5 separate regions of the Mus musculus genome follow, and all the other regions are linked to region 2. Evidence: chromatin contacts called from public HiChIP or PLAC-seq and promoter capture Hi-C data. All regions are on one chromosome and are shown on one strand. Each heading gives the region's core, a stretch centred on a gene start, on an enhancer-like site or on the middle of the called end of the contact. The rest is flanking DNA. Distances are from core to core; before and after follow the strand shown.

Region 1 (2,700 bases), core at 29-2,528, 160 kb before region 2:
CATTCTTCATTCACTTCAATTTCCTTTTCCTCTGTCTAGAACAGTGATAGGAACTTTAGCTTTAGGGACTTGTGGCTCCTTATTTAATGTGGTTATAAGTTCTAGCAATACAGTGGTAGAGGCATCGCTTTCCACTTGAGCTATGAGCTCACTTGTAATCTTTACTACAGTTTTTGAGTCGGTTGCTCATGTTCAGTATGAGTTTCCTTTCCTTTCCTTTCCTTTCCTTTCCTTTCCTTTCCTTTCCTTTCCTTTCCTTTCCTTTCCTTTCCTTTCCTTTGGTTTTTTTTGGAGACAGGGTTTCTCTGTGTAGCCCTGGCTGTCCTGGAACTCACTCTGTAGACCAGGCTGGCCTCGAACTCAGAAATCACCTGCCTCTGCCTTCCAAGTGCTGGGATTAAAGGCGTGTGCCACCACTGCCCGGCTCAGTATGATTTTTCTTGGGGAGATGTTTCTGTTCTTCCAATACAACTCCACTTTAGTGAACCAGTGAGATTTTGGGGTTTCTACACGAGTATGAATGACATTCATAGGCAGCTGCATCCCCTAAAGAAATCCACTGTAGTGTCACTGAGCATGCAGGCACCTTGGCAGGCCACAGCATTTCTCTTTAGCAGTTGTTGTAGCTTGTATAATAATCTTGGGGAGGGCCTTGTGAATCTTGTAGGATTCAGGAGCTTCCTAAGAGTCCTGAGTTTTGTTTACTTCTTAAATAAGCTTGGTAAATTTCCTGAGTTTTAATGTGCAGTCACTATAAATCCTAGTCACTAGACCAGAAAACGGGGACTTAATCAGATGAAATATCCTGTGTAAATAATCCTCATGGCACACCTAAGGTGGAGTTGAGCTGTGGCCTCATGGTTGCTGGTTCTCGGGCCTTGCCTGGACAAACAAGCCTGCTCTCTGGGCTAAAGCACAGCTGGTAGTAAAATTGCACATCTTTAGAAGGCTAAAGAGGCACTGTATTTTTCAAACTAGAAGCAGATTTTTGCCACCTTTGGGGCACTTAGGAGCAGCAGGGCTGCTTTCCTTTCTCAGCTGTAGCTACGTAGCCATTGAGAGGCACAAGTCAGTAGGGCACTGGGGCTCCCCAGCCAACTCGAATATAACTGTTTCCTCCTTGGATTTCCCTCTACACTTCATTTGGCTAGCTCAAGTTTTACCTTCTGTTCCACTATTTCAGACTGTCACTGGACAGCTGTTAAACATCTGTTGCTCTCCTCTGAGAACTTGCAGTTGTTTTCGTCTCTACAGTGGCTCCCTGTATCCTGTTTGTGTGCACTCAGTGCCTTCAGAATGAAGCGGTTGCAAAGGGCTTTATGCTCCTCCCTGTCACTGTAGCCTCTAACTCACGAGCCACCAATAAAAACGTCTAACAAAACTAGACTCTGTGTCCCCTTAGATAAATGAAGGGAAGGACGATAAGGCTAGTGGGAGGAGGAAGTCCCCATGAGAAGGGGCACTTTTTACATTTTTATAAATGAGGCAGAGTGCCTGAATTGAGGGAATCCTTTTGTGGAGGATGGAGTAGGAGGGCACTCAGCAGGGGGAGGCAGCCTGGATTTCCAGAAGCTAAATGTTAAAGTTGAGCATTGGCTTGGCTGTAGATAAGTTCTTTTGCCTCCACTTTTTGGTTTAAAACAGTTCTTCTTTTTTTGTTTTTTTTTTGTTTTTTTGTTTTTGTTTTTTTTTAAATAAGGCCATGGGGTGGGGGCTGTCTTTGCTTCCAGCCTAGCTCTCTCAGTGTGACCTGACCCCTGAATCCTACCCTCCCACACAAATCAAGAACTTGATCCTTAGCGCACAAAGACCTTTCTTTCTAGCCCCTCTCCTCCTCCTAACCTCCACATTTGGAGCTGAGTATTTGGAGCAGAGGCCTAGCCAGAGGGCATGCTGAGTGTGTTCTTCTGTCCCCATGGCCATAGAAGAACATGCACTCTGAAGCTAGCAAACAGTCTTGTCTTCATGAATGCACTGTACGTGTGTGATCTGCTTTCTAACGTGCCTCTGGAACACTATCAGCAGTAGCTTCAGATGGTTGGAGAGAATAAAGAGTCAAGAAGATAACTTGTGGGCTGAGGTGGAGTTCTGTGCTAAAATGCTTGCTTCATGTGTATATTCCTCTGGTTCTTAGACCATTCCTATATGATCCTCGAGTTAACAGTAAAAAGTGAGCATTTTAGAATGTAAATGAAGGGGAAAGTTCATATTTTCACATTCATTCCTAATTTCATGGTATGTGTGTGCATGTGACACAGGATCTCATTATTGTAGTGCTGACTGGCCTAGAACTCCCCATGTAGATCAAATTGGCTTCAAAACTCAGATCTCCCTCTGACTGTCTCTGCCTCCCAAGTGCTCCCAAAGCCATATTCCACCACACTGGACATTGCTAACTAAAAACAAAACAATTTTTGAGTCAGGATGTGTGTGTGTGTTGGGTGGATTTCCCATATGCAGCAGTGCGAGTGTGGAGTTTTAGGTTGTTTGAGGGAGGGTTTTCTGCTGTTGCTTTTCCTCCTACTGGGGCCACTTGGCCCCTGATCTGTGAGGCATTCACCAGCTCTGCCTCGCATCTAAGGTAGGGAGGGCTGTTGGGGTTACAGATATGCATCTCTATGTCAGGTTTTCTGTGGGTTCTGGGATCCTAACTCATGTTGTTGGGGTGGTGTGGCAAACCCCTTTAACCTGGTAAGGCCC
Region 2 (2,700 bases), core at 14-2,513:
AGTCCCAGCATCGATTTTTGAATCTTAACTTCATCATCTAGGGTAGCTTTGGAGGTGGGTGGGTGGGTTCCAGGTGGTCACAAGGAAAAAAAAAACCTTTGGTTTGAAACCAACTGGAAAGTTAGTCTCAAAACCCAAGAATTTCCTTTAGATTAGATTCTCTCTGGCATTTCCCATTTTGCTATGGTCTGTGATGGATCAAAGCAAGTTTGCTCTACTCGAGTCAGGACTTGTAGATAAATTTGTTTTTGTTCTGAAACAGGGTATCATTTAAGTCAGCCTGGCCTCAAACTCACTATGTACTTGAACACCTGGTCCTCTCATTTCTACCTCTCAAGTGCTCAAATTTAAAAATTAGAAGCATATAAACCACTACGATGGGTGATTTTTTTAAAAGATAGTTATTTTATATATATACGTATCACTTATACATATACATGTACATATATATATATATATATATATATATATATATATATATATATATATATGCATCACTTCTAAAATTAGGTCCCTTAGATGGCTGGATTTTCGAAATTAAAACACAAAGAAGAGGTTGGAGAGACGGTTCAGTAGTCAACAGCATTTGCTGCTCTTGCAGAGGACCTAGTCCAATTCTCATCAGTTATCAGTCCTCTGTAACTCCAGTCCCAGGGGATCTGATGCCCTCTTCTGGCCTCCATAGGCAACAGACACACATATGAAGGCAGAGTTGATATACCAACATCCATAAAATACTGCTTCTACTTTCCCGGTCTCCCCGCTCCCTCCCCCGCGCACCATGTATCTTCCCCTCGGTTTATTTACTTTGCCCTTGCCCCAACATCAGTTTTCACTCTCTCTGGTCTTCTTTCTGGTTTGTTAGGCTTTACCCACACTTACTCCCACGTATATCCATTACAGGTTAGGATATCTGCATTTGAGCGAGAAACACGCGGTCTTTGTCTTTCCGAGTGTGGGTCCCCTTGCTTATTATACTTTCCAGAGAAAAGTTTGCAGGTGTGAGATCTGAGCGTTTATGATGCCTACAGGGATAATATGGGAAGAACAGAGAACCAGACACAACCCACAGGGTCAAGGAGAAAGGTCCTTCCTACACAGGCAGCGCCGCACCACGCCGCGCCAGCACACCCCTGCTTGTCCTGCCCACTCGGGGCACACCCGCAGTGGATCAGCCAATCATTTCCTTTAGAGAAAAAAGGGGCGGGACAGCGAGAGCCCGCCCCCCTACAGAAACTTCCTGGTCACTGGGGCGGGACTTCCGTTGGCTCTTGTGTTACTTCCGGCTTGGGGGGAGGCTCTAGTGGCCGGCAGCGTCTGGGGACCGGCAGAGCGAGGTTACTATCCACGCTCCGAACGGCAATGCTGGGGGGCAGCTCCGTGGACGGCGAGCGCGACACGGACGACGACGCGGCGGGGGCGGTGGCCGCGCCTCCTGCCATCGACTTCCCCGCAGAGGTGTCGGACCCCAAGTATGATGGTGAGACAGGGATGGCTCGCGCAGTCCCACGGTTCGCTGTTCATATGAGTTCCTGCGCGCCAGTGGTCCCCGGTGGTCACCTAAGATCCTAGGCCGCCTCGGGGCTCGAACTCGGGCCCAGAGCTGTAGGGCACCGGGAGGTGGCGGGCAGGCTGTCAAGGGTTAGGTAAATATTTACTACAAGAGCGTCTACGCTCTACCCGTTTGTGGGCATTTGTATTTCTTGACTTCTGTTTTGCGCCACTTCCCCGAGGCCGCTTTTCGCTTCTTGTTTTTCTTCGCTGAGTGTAATCTTTGTTCACTGCTAGAATGAGATTAGATAAGTAAAGATTAGATAAGTAATGATTTCTTTTAGCGAGGTAGTACACGAACGCTCCAGTTTTCTTGAGGCTTTTGATACATGTAAATCAAATTGTGTAACGTAAGGCGCGTCGTCTTCAAAACATCGATTCTTATGTAGGTTAACGTTCTGGTATTTTACAGAAAGTGCAGTTGGTTGGTACCAGTTGCTTGAGCCGTTTTAAAACTGAAATTGTGCTCTCGATAGTGAATACACCGAGTCGTGGTGCACTCTTGTAACCCAGACGTATGGAAAGTGGAGGCAGGAGGATCGGGACTTGAAGGGCAAGCCTGAGCTTCATGTTGAGTTCCAGGGCAGTTTGAAGTACATACGACTCTATCTCGAACTAACAAAAAAGGATAATGACGGTGGAGCAGTGACAGAGAATGTTTTAGGATGAGTGAGATCCTGGGTTTATCTTCCAGCCCCCAAAACATACATCCAAGGAGGTTTTAGCTGTATACACAGAATGCTTATAAGGTTACAGTAAAGCTAGAAATGAGTATGTTGTAGTGGAGTTAGGAGTGTACACTAAATTCAGGGTTTTTTTTTTTTCTTCTCCATTTTCATTTTTAAATCCTGCCTGTAATAATTGACCACAATGAGAAATAAAAGTTGTTCATCGTGGTGACTCAGTAGGCTGTATAGAGGCTGGTTGTAAGATAACTTTTAAATGAATATGCAGATTTTCCCCACACGGCAAGTGGCATGTTACTGTAGCCCGTGAGCCGAGCAAGTGTGTGTCCTAGGAGAGGGCCCAGCTGTAAACATGCAGGTCCATCTCTTCTGTGACGCCGTGATAAGAGTGTCTGCACACCAAAGATTATTCCGGAAGGGAGTGAGCGAGGACAAACTTTCGAACTTCTGCCCTCTTCCTGTT
Region 3 (2,700 bases), core at 126-2,625, 200 kb before region 2:
GAGTCCGTCTGCCCAGCCCTGGGCTGTGCCCACGGGAAATTGAATTCAGAGCTCCTACTGCATCATAAATCCAGGGCAGCTGGCAGCAAGCCAAGGGAGACTAACGCTCAACTGCACGGGCATCTGACGCCAGACTGGCCAACCCCTGTACTAATGCTTTCTGAGAGCCGAGCCCCAGCTGTGCCGGACTGGGGTTAGGGTTCAACAGCATCACTATATTCATTTACCAACCTAATACTTTGTTAATTCTAAAATGCATCCAATCCGCAGGAAAAATGAGACTCCATTATTATTATACACCCAAAAGATAAAAGGCTGGAATTACCCTAACATTCTGAGGGTAAAGAAGGGAGGAGGTGGGGGTGGGGAGAGTCTTCTCATGGGCTCGTTTTCAGATGATGATGATGATGACTTCAGACAGAGACTCACTAGGTAGCCCTGGCTAACTTGGAACTCACTAAGCAGACTAAACCCACTAAGATTCTGTTGAGATTGGCTTGCTGTGGTCAAAGGTATTCGCCACCGCACCCAGTTTTTATTATTTTTAAAATAAACACTTAAAAAAAGATTTATTTAGCTGGGCATGGTGGCTCATCCTTTTAGCTCCAGCATTCAGGAGTCAAAGGCAGGAAGATCTCTGAGTTCAAGGTCAGCCTGGTCTACAGAGAAAGAGTTCCATGACATTGATGGCTATGCAGAGAAACCCTATCTCAAAAAGTTTTTTTAAAATTTTATTTTGTGTGTATCAGTGTTTTGCCCGCACATATATGTGTGCACTACAAGCATGCCTGATGTGGGTGGAGGTAAGAGTGTGCCAGATAACCGTCATATGAGTGCAGGTGCCCTTGGAGGCCGGAAGTATTGGATCCTTTTTGTAGTCATAGTTACAAGGGTTCTGTGGGTGCTGAGAACCAAACTCTGATTCTCTTCAAGAGCAGCGAGTGCTCTTAACAACAGAACTACATCCCCACACAATTATTACTGTGTGTATGTCATGTGTGGACGCCCACGCATGCTGCGGTCACAGTAAAACTTTATAGTCAGTTCTTTCCTTCTGCCTTTAAGTGGGGGCCACTTGAGCCAATCATCAGCCTTCCTTTTCAGATAGTTTCTCACTCCCTACTCTATGCATTTGCGAGTCGCAGCCCTTAGCCATCAGGTTTTGTAGAGCAGGGCGTCCTCGTGCTCCTGATAGACCCGGCTTCCTCTCCAGGATGCTCTAGAGGGGCAGACAGGAGGTTCGAGGGAGAGTGCTGCGCTGCAGGATCCAAGTCTCCTAGCTAAGCAGCTACTGCAGCTACTGCAAGGCCGGGCGGAGTCTGGTGGGCGGGACCGCTCGGCGTCTAGGCTCCGCCCACACCGACAGGGGAGGCGTGGTTTTGTGTCACGTGATGGCGCCGGAGCAGTGAGGCTCCGCCCGGCCCTCCGTGGAGGCCCGGCCGCGACCCGGGCCGCGCTCGCTGAGGAGCTCTCCGGTTCTCCCCGCGACCACTTCTCTTAGTCCCGGCGTTCAGCCCAGTCGCTCCCGCCGGCTCCGGGCTCGCCGGCTGGCGGGGAGTGGCCTCAAAATGGACGAAGGCGGTGGCGGTGAGGGCGGCAGCGGTGAGTGATGGAGGTGTGGCCGGCTCTCTGGGCGGCCCTGAGGCCGAGGGTCGCGCTGTTGAGAGCCCAGGCTTGAGACGTGGGGCCGGGTGTCGGGTGGGGTGGCGGCGACCGTGGGGAGGTGCGCGGGGTAAGGCGGGGACTCGGGCTTCGCTGCCCTGGTGAGAGGACATGTCGGAGACCGCGGGGTCGTCGCCCAGCGCGGTCGCGGGTCGCGGGTTCGAGGCCGGGGTCTCCGCAGCACAGCTCCAGGTCGCCTTTCTGAGATGGGGCCACTCTGCGGGGCGACCTTCCCAGCGTCTCATTGCCAAGGGCGTCCACGCCCTCCCTAGCCCAGCTGTTTCGGACGGGCCCCTCTCCTTTTCAGCTCTCCTCAGGTGTCTGGAGCTTGGGAGCTCCTGGATGGGGAGGGGAAAGTTTTCAATTTGGAGGACTCGGAGGGCCCGGAGGGTGGGGTGGATCGGTCGGGGGAGAGGAGGAAGGTTGGAAGTCATGACCACGTCTCTGATTTTTAGATCAGAAGTACTCATTGGGAATGGCTTAAAGGACATGAGGGGCAGGCAGCTCCAGTCCAGGTCTGAGTATGCATTTTTTTATCAAATAGAAAAGAAAAAATGCTACAGAGAAGGGGTCGGGTGTAAAAATAAAAAGGGGGCCAAATAGCACAAATGATAGAATCATTGTCTAGCATGCCCAGGACGCTGAGTTTGATCCCCAACACCACCAAATGGAAAATATAATTAAGAAATTAAAGGGGTCAGGTGGGATTCCTTTAAAGCCGAGGGTGGGATGCGGGAGCCACAGCAGCGAGACTGTTAGACTCCTGGACAGGTGCCTGTGACAGACACCCTTCCAGAGGTGGGCTATCAGTTCTCCGTGTTGCTCAGGCTGTATGTATGTGCCTGACTTTGAGTTCCACCCTGCTGCAAATGAGCCGGTTGCAAATTACTCAACGGAGTACAGATTCCTGTTGTGTCATTTCATGAATTTGGTTTCCCAAAACATCAAGAGTCACCGTTTGTGGAGTGGGACTTTACTTGAAGTAAGCAAAGGGTTAATAATGTACCCGTCATTTTTTACCCAAACACCCCAAGTTGA
Region 4 (2,700 bases), core at 35-2,534, 170 kb after region 2:
ACCAACAAAAGAACAGATGTTAAGATCCTCTATGTCACTTATGATGAGCTTGGTAGGATTTGTCCCCTGCCTGCCGTTAGTGTCATGCCACAGAGAGCAGTGGCGAAGCCCAATCCCATGAGGACAATGCGATCTTTTCTCCAGGACAACATTCATTAAGACCCATAAAGCAGCTGCTAGATCACACTGTCCAGAAAGGAGACCAACCCCGCCCTGATGGGAAGGCAGAAAAAAACTGCATTCTTCTGCCCATGTGCAGATGGTGACAGCTGGAAGTGCCCTGTGAACCTGGCAGCCTGGAGGGTTCTCATCACAGGATCTATAAAAGGACATTTGTACAGTGGGCAGCTATAAAAGGACATTTGTACAGTGGGCAGCTATAAAAGGACATTTGTACAGTGGGCAGCCATGCCTTGTTTGCTGATTTTTCTTTTTGTAGCACTTTAGAAAACACTTTTCTTTTAGGCACTGTTAAGTTTCCCACCCCACAGGAGAAATAAAAGCATTTAATGGGGGACTGGAGACACAGCTCAGTGGCTAGGAGCACCTGCTATTCTTACAGAAGACCCCATTTGGTTCTCGGCACCCACAGGACAGCCTACAACTGTCAGTAACTGCAGCTCCTTCTGGCTTCCTCAGGGACCAGGCACAAGTGGGTGGGACACAGACATAAATGCTGGTAAAATACCCATATGCATGAAATAAAGTTTTCTTTAAACCCGAAATACACAGAATAGAAGCATCTGCTTGGATCTTAGGAGTTGTGTTCTGGTTTCTGTTTGCACTGGAGGCTGAGTTAGGCCCTCACTCATGCTCGGCGGGTGTAGCAGTGGGCTACATCCCTCACAGACCCCTGACACCCATCTCATTTCCCCCCCACCATTTATTCAAGGTAGAGACTCCATTAATAGCCCAGGCAGACTTTGAAGTTCTCATCCTCTTGCCTCTTGAAAAGCTGGGATCCAAGGCCAGGAGCTTCTGTTTGTTTGATTTCTGGGGCAGTTATGAGCTGCCCCATGTGTAGACCAAACTTGAGTCCCTGTAAGAGCAGCAGAGACCCTGAGCCTCTGGAGCTGTCTCTGCAGTCCCTGTTTTTTTGCTTTCTAATGTTTATTTTATGTGACTATCTTTTGTCAGCATGTATGTCTATCACCACGTGTGCCCGATGCTGTCAGAGGACAGACGAGGTATTGGATCCGTGAGAACGGGGCTACGGCTGCCTGCGGGCCACTGTGTGGGAGCTGGAACTAAGCCAACGTCTTAACCCGGAGCCACTGCTGCAGCTCACCAAGTTACTTCCCTTTTAAAGAACTTCCTATTTCCTTGTGTGTGCACGTGTGTGTATGGAGGGATACAGTATGCATGCATGAGGTCTGAGGACATTCTGTGTGTCACCAAGCTTGGCAGCACGCTCCTGTACCCACTAGGCCACTTCTCAGGCCATATTTACTTTTTTTTGAGATAGGGTCTCCTGTAGTCCAGGCTGAGTTCAAACTCACTCTGTAGCTGAGGATGGACGTAAACTCCTGATCCTCCTGCCTCAGCTGGAATTATAGGTATGACCACAATGTGCAGCTTCTATAGTTTCTTAACCCAGGGAAAGATTATTTGAAGTATCCGTGGTTAAAGTTCTCCTGAGGTCCCAGGCCCCCTTACCATTGACCTCGATCAGGTTCGCATTCTTCTGACTGAGAATCACGTACAGCTCCCGCTGGTCAGACTTCTTCCCAACAACCCAGTAGTCGCTCATGGCCTTCACAATGATTTCTTCATCTTCATCTGCTCTGTAACAAAGTTTCAGAGTGGGATGCTTTTATGTACACAGCTAGACTGGGAAGAGAAAAAGAATTCAAAACAAGAAATGGTACTAAGGGGCTGGAGAGATGGCTCAGTGGTTAAGAGCACTGACTGCTCTTCCGAAGGTACTGAGTTCAATTCTCAGCAACCACATGGTGGCTCACAACCATCTGTAATGAGATCTGACGCCCTCTTCTGGAGTGTCTGAAGACAGCTACAGTGTACTTACATATAACAATAAATAAATCTTAGGGCTGGAGCAAGCAGAAGCCAAGTTTAATTCCCAGCAACCACATGGTGGCTCACAACCATCTGTACAGCTACTGTGTACTCATATACATAAAGTAAATAAATCTTAAAAAGAAAGAAAGAAACGACACTAAGTTGTAGTTATAAATAGTTAAGTAGTCACGTATGAAAGGCAACCTTGTGTGATGTGGAAGCAGTCTCTTCTCAAGGGCTCTGGGTCACTTGGTTTAAAGGTAATTATTTAGCTAGGCATGCAGGCATATGTCTATAATCCCAGCCCTGAGAAGGCTGAGGCAGAGAGATCTTGAGTTTAAGTACTACTAGGTTATACAGTGAATCCCATGTAAACAAACAAATAAGATAAATATAAATATACATACGTATAACTCCTTTAAATCTATTCTCAGAAAGGCAACATCCGCTTTGAGAAGTCGCTGGGATTACCTGGTAAAGTCACTGTTGATGTCCCCTAATATCTTCATTAGATCTGGGTGGACGGATGTGAGTGACACACTGGGCGTTTTCCTCATGTGAATTGTACTTTTCTCTGCTAAATTCATGTGGTTGAAGTAGATGAACTTAAACTGGGGCTCCTTTTCAGACCTGTGCAGACATGACATTGAGATGACGACCACTGAAAGAACAGTTATCCCA
Region 5 (2,700 bases), core at 139-2,638, 130 kb before region 2:
AGTGCTGAGCCATCTTTCCACCCCCATTCTTTCTTCAATATCTCTTTCCTAGGGAAAAATCATTCGATCTCTCTTGGCCTCAGTTTTAAAATAGGGCTAGTAATGACTGTCCTCATGGTGTTTTGAGGGGTCCAGGTATTTTATAGCCCTCTGTTATTTGGAGAGCAGTAACCGTTTCCTTAGTAGCATTTTGGCATAGAGGGTTACCTAAGGACACCACTAAGGCACCATTCGTGTTTCGGTGTGGAGCGAGCAGAGGAAGAAGAGGTAGCAATGTAACAGGCGCTCTGCTCCTCTCCTTCCTCCACACCTTACAGGATGTACTTATTACACATTCTGCATTCATTGTTCTGATCATGTTATGACATGTATTTATGTGGTTAGTTTTTCTTTTTTTAAATGATTTGTTTGTTTTATGTGAATTGATGTTTTTCCTGCATGTATGTCTGTCTGAGGATGTTGGATCCCCTTGAGCTGGAGTTAAAGTTGTTAGCTGCCATGTGGGTGTTGCAGATTGAACCTAGGTCCTCTGGAAGAACAGCCAGCGCTCTTAACCTCAGGATCATCTCTTCAGCCTATCCGTGGGTAGTTTTAATTGCCAACTTGATATAATACAGAATCTCCTGCAAAAGGAGTCTCAGTAAAGAATTCTCTAGAATAGATTGGTTTGTGGTTGTGGCCGTTCGGGAGTTTCTTGATTGGGTTAAGGTGAGGAAGACCTCCTGTGAGTGTGGGCAGCACCATTTCATGCACAGGCTGGGTCCTAGTGAGTGACGAGAGCAAGCTGTGCACTAGCATGGTCATACACACTCGTTCTGTCTGCTCTTGGATGCGTGTTCAAACTCCACCGAGTCCCTATGACAGTGGACTGGAGTTGTGAGCTAAATGCACCCTTTCCCCCTAATACAGCTTTGTCAGGGTATTTTATCATGGCAGTGGGGAACAAAGCTAAGAAAATACCTGAACAATTTATTATTTAATTTTTTGTTCTTGAGGTTCGTAAGAGAATGTGTGCAGTGTCTACACAGATATTCTGAAATCACCTGATAGCAACTGGTTTTCTGTGAGAGGCCAGCCCGCTTGCCCTGCCTCCTGTGGGTGGCATTTAACTTCCTGGATAATTTCTAATCTATAAAATGTGCTTCTTCAACATTGTTGCACTCCAGCTGCACTGCTGCAGAGTGCTGCATCCTGGATGCTGTCTGATGTACCTGAGTGCTTCCCCAAGCTCCTGCTCATTTGTGCTCCCAGCTCTGCTCCCAGCCCAGCACAGCCAGCTAGTGAGATTGGCATGCAGTTTCATAGTTGTGCCTAAGAAAGCCCCTAGTTCTACAAGGCTCACGGTGGAGCTGAGTGTAGGCGGCCAGCACCGCGCTGCCTTCCCACTGCATTTCTCAGTCCCCAGAGTGTAACCACGTTGACCTTTCTTACTGGTGTGTGTCTGGTTCAGTGCTTGTTTTATGCGTTACATATGTAGCACTTCAGTGAAAGGCTACATGCAGTTGAGAGCTGAGTACAGCAGGCCCACCTTGCCCACTGCTCCCTGCTGCGTGCTGGGGTGTGCTGGTTGCATCTGTGTCTATCTTAGCACTACAGCCTGTAAGAGGGTACAGAGAAGTACCCCACCATGGTGACCTCTCCTCAGGTCTCTGTGCTAAAGCACGGGGGCGGGATAATGAGCACTGTGGTGGGGTGAGGTGTGCACAGAGGTGCTTGGTGTCCTTTAGCTTTGTTTTCCTCCAGAGCAGCAGGCGGGGCCTCCCAACCCAACCTCCCGCCTCCAGTCTCCAGCCTGACCGGGTTCCCCGAAGGTGTTGACCTTTCTTTCTTCTTTCTTCTTCTTTTCAGTGCCTGAAGACCTGTCATTAGAAGAGCGAGAAGAACTTTTGGACATTCGTAGAAGAAAAAAGGAACTTATTGATGACATTGAGGTAAATCAGCAACAGCAGAGTGTCTTAGCGTGTGGATTTGTGTGGCATACTGAGTAGGGTAGCTTCAGGAACACGTGACATTGAATCTTCAGTATGTGTGTATTAGAAATACAGAGACAGAGGAGATGGCTTCTCCAGACTGGCGCAGCAAAGACTGTCCATCCCAGAAAGCACAAGCTCTGGTAGAGACCTCGATGGGACTAACATTCCCAGTAGTTGTCATGTGGCCTCAGAGGTACAGTGTTAGTGGAAGCAGTGGCAACAGCCCTGCACAAGCTGCCCTTTTCTGTGTATATTATTCCAGGCACTTAGAGAAGTGCCTGCTATATCTTTGGCAGTCTGTGTCCTTTGAATAGACAGACAAGCATACTTGTTGGATTCTAACTATATACCATGTGCCTGCTTGGTAAGGGCAGAATAACAAATTTAAACGAAGATAAATAAAACCGATGGGTAAACAGTGCCTTCCCACAGTTGTGGACTTGACTCGGAGGCCAGGGCGGAGGGTGTCCCACAGGGCAAGAGCTGAGTGAAGCTACATACAATACATTCAGAGCTGGGGATCTGAGCTGCTTCAGACGGCACGCAGGGGCCGCCTGGTCCTCAGGAAAGATGGTTGTGTGGCTTGGCTTGAGGGGCCTCCTAGTCACTGTCACTGCCAAAGTAAATGTTGCTTCACAGGCCACGATTGTCCTAGACAATGGCTCCTTTCTAGGAACTTGTTTAAGTTTGAACTTGTTGGCACATACATAATAGGGTTCTGAATATA

The links. HiChIP or PLAC-seq counts read pairs in DNA pulled down with a chosen protein or histone mark. Capture Hi-C pulls out chosen DNA fragments and counts their contacts.
Region 1: an H3K4me3 HiChIP or PLAC-seq map of the SCID.adh cell line shows a contact between it and region 2, with 14 read pairs. The contact joins the enhancer-like site here to the promoter of Eif2ak1 in region 2. A contact is called at or near these places in 6 of 115 datasets of contacts at active chromatin or transcription factors (the SCID.adh cell line, bone marrow-derived macrophages, embryonic stem cells and 1 more) and 1 of 9 other capture datasets (adipose tissue).
Region 3: a promoter capture Hi-C map of liver shows a contact between it and region 2. The contact joins the promoter of Cyth3 here to the promoter of Eif2ak1 in region 2. A contact is called at or near these places in 1 of 484 Hi-C or Micro-C datasets (embryonic stem cells), 10 of 115 datasets of contacts at active chromatin or transcription factors (the 230-238 cell line, the SCID.adh cell line, bone marrow-derived macrophages and 3 more) and 3 of 9 other capture datasets (adipose tissue, liver and pancreatic islet).
Region 4: a contact with region 2 is called in an H3K4me3 HiChIP or PLAC-seq map of bone marrow-derived macrophages, with 2.1 times the contacts expected there. The contact joins the enhancer-like site here to the promoter of Eif2ak1 in region 2. A contact is called at or near these places in 13 of 115 datasets of contacts at active chromatin or transcription factors (the SCID.adh cell line, bone marrow-derived macrophages, cardiomyocytes and 5 more) and 4 of 9 other capture datasets (adipose tissue, embryonic stem cells, liver and 1 more).
Region 5: a contact with region 2 is called in an H3K4me3 HiChIP or PLAC-seq map of the SCID.adh cell line, with 12 read pairs. The contact joins the enhancer-like site here to the promoter of Eif2ak1 in region 2. A contact is called at or near these places in 1 of 484 Hi-C or Micro-C datasets (nephron progenitors) and 7 of 115 datasets of contacts at active chromatin or transcription factors (the SCID.adh cell line, bone marrow-derived macrophages, embryonic stem cells and 2 more).

Annotation. Positions count from the first base shown.
Region 1 is chr5:143,653,738-143,656,437 of GRCm38.p6, forward strand. The region is part of intron 1 of Cyth3 (cytohesin 3); the gene reads left to right. Among named protein-coding and RNA genes, the nearest start is that of Cyth3, 33 kb to the left of the region's middle. Within about 2 kb of position 1,279, at least 134 of the 459 cell types and tissues checked have an H3K27ac peak or open chromatin away from gene starts, as enhancers often do. A contact at or near this core is called in the SCID.adh cell line and adipose tissue, where this site is marked.
Region 2 is chr5:143,816,529-143,819,228 of GRCm38.p6, forward strand. Eif2ak1 (eukaryotic translation initiation factor 2 alpha kinase 1) reads left to right here and starts at 1,264. Exons shown (of 15, transcript NM_013557.2): 1 at 1,264-1,480. The coding sequence starts at 1,363.
Region 3 is chr5:143,621,072-143,623,771 of GRCm38.p6, forward strand. Cyth3 (cytohesin 3) reads left to right here and starts at 1,376. Exons shown (of 13, transcript NM_011182.4): 1 at 1,376-1,602. The coding sequence starts at 1,569.
Region 4 is chr5:143,988,982-143,991,681 of GRCm38.p6, forward strand. It overlaps Ccz1 (CCZ1 vacuolar protein trafficking and biogenesis associated), which reads right to left. Exons shown (of 15, transcript NM_177682.3): 13 at 2,491-2,649; 14 at 1,657-1,784. Among named protein-coding and RNA genes, the nearest start is that of Gm17135, 9.4 kb to the left of the region's middle. Within about 2 kb of position 1,285, at least 53 of the 459 cell types and tissues checked have an H3K27ac peak or open chromatin away from gene starts, as enhancers often do. A contact at or near this core is called in bone marrow-derived macrophages, where this site is marked.
Region 5 is chr5:143,682,548-143,685,247 of GRCm38.p6, forward strand. Cyth3 (cytohesin 3) reads left to right here. Exons shown (of 13, transcript NM_011182.4): 2 at 1,849-1,931. Among named protein-coding and RNA genes, the nearest start is that of Usp42, 48 kb to the right of the region's middle. Within about 2 kb of position 1,389, at least 30 of the 459 cell types and tissues checked have an H3K27ac peak or open chromatin away from gene starts, as enhancers often do. A contact at or near this core is called in the SCID.adh cell line, where this site is marked.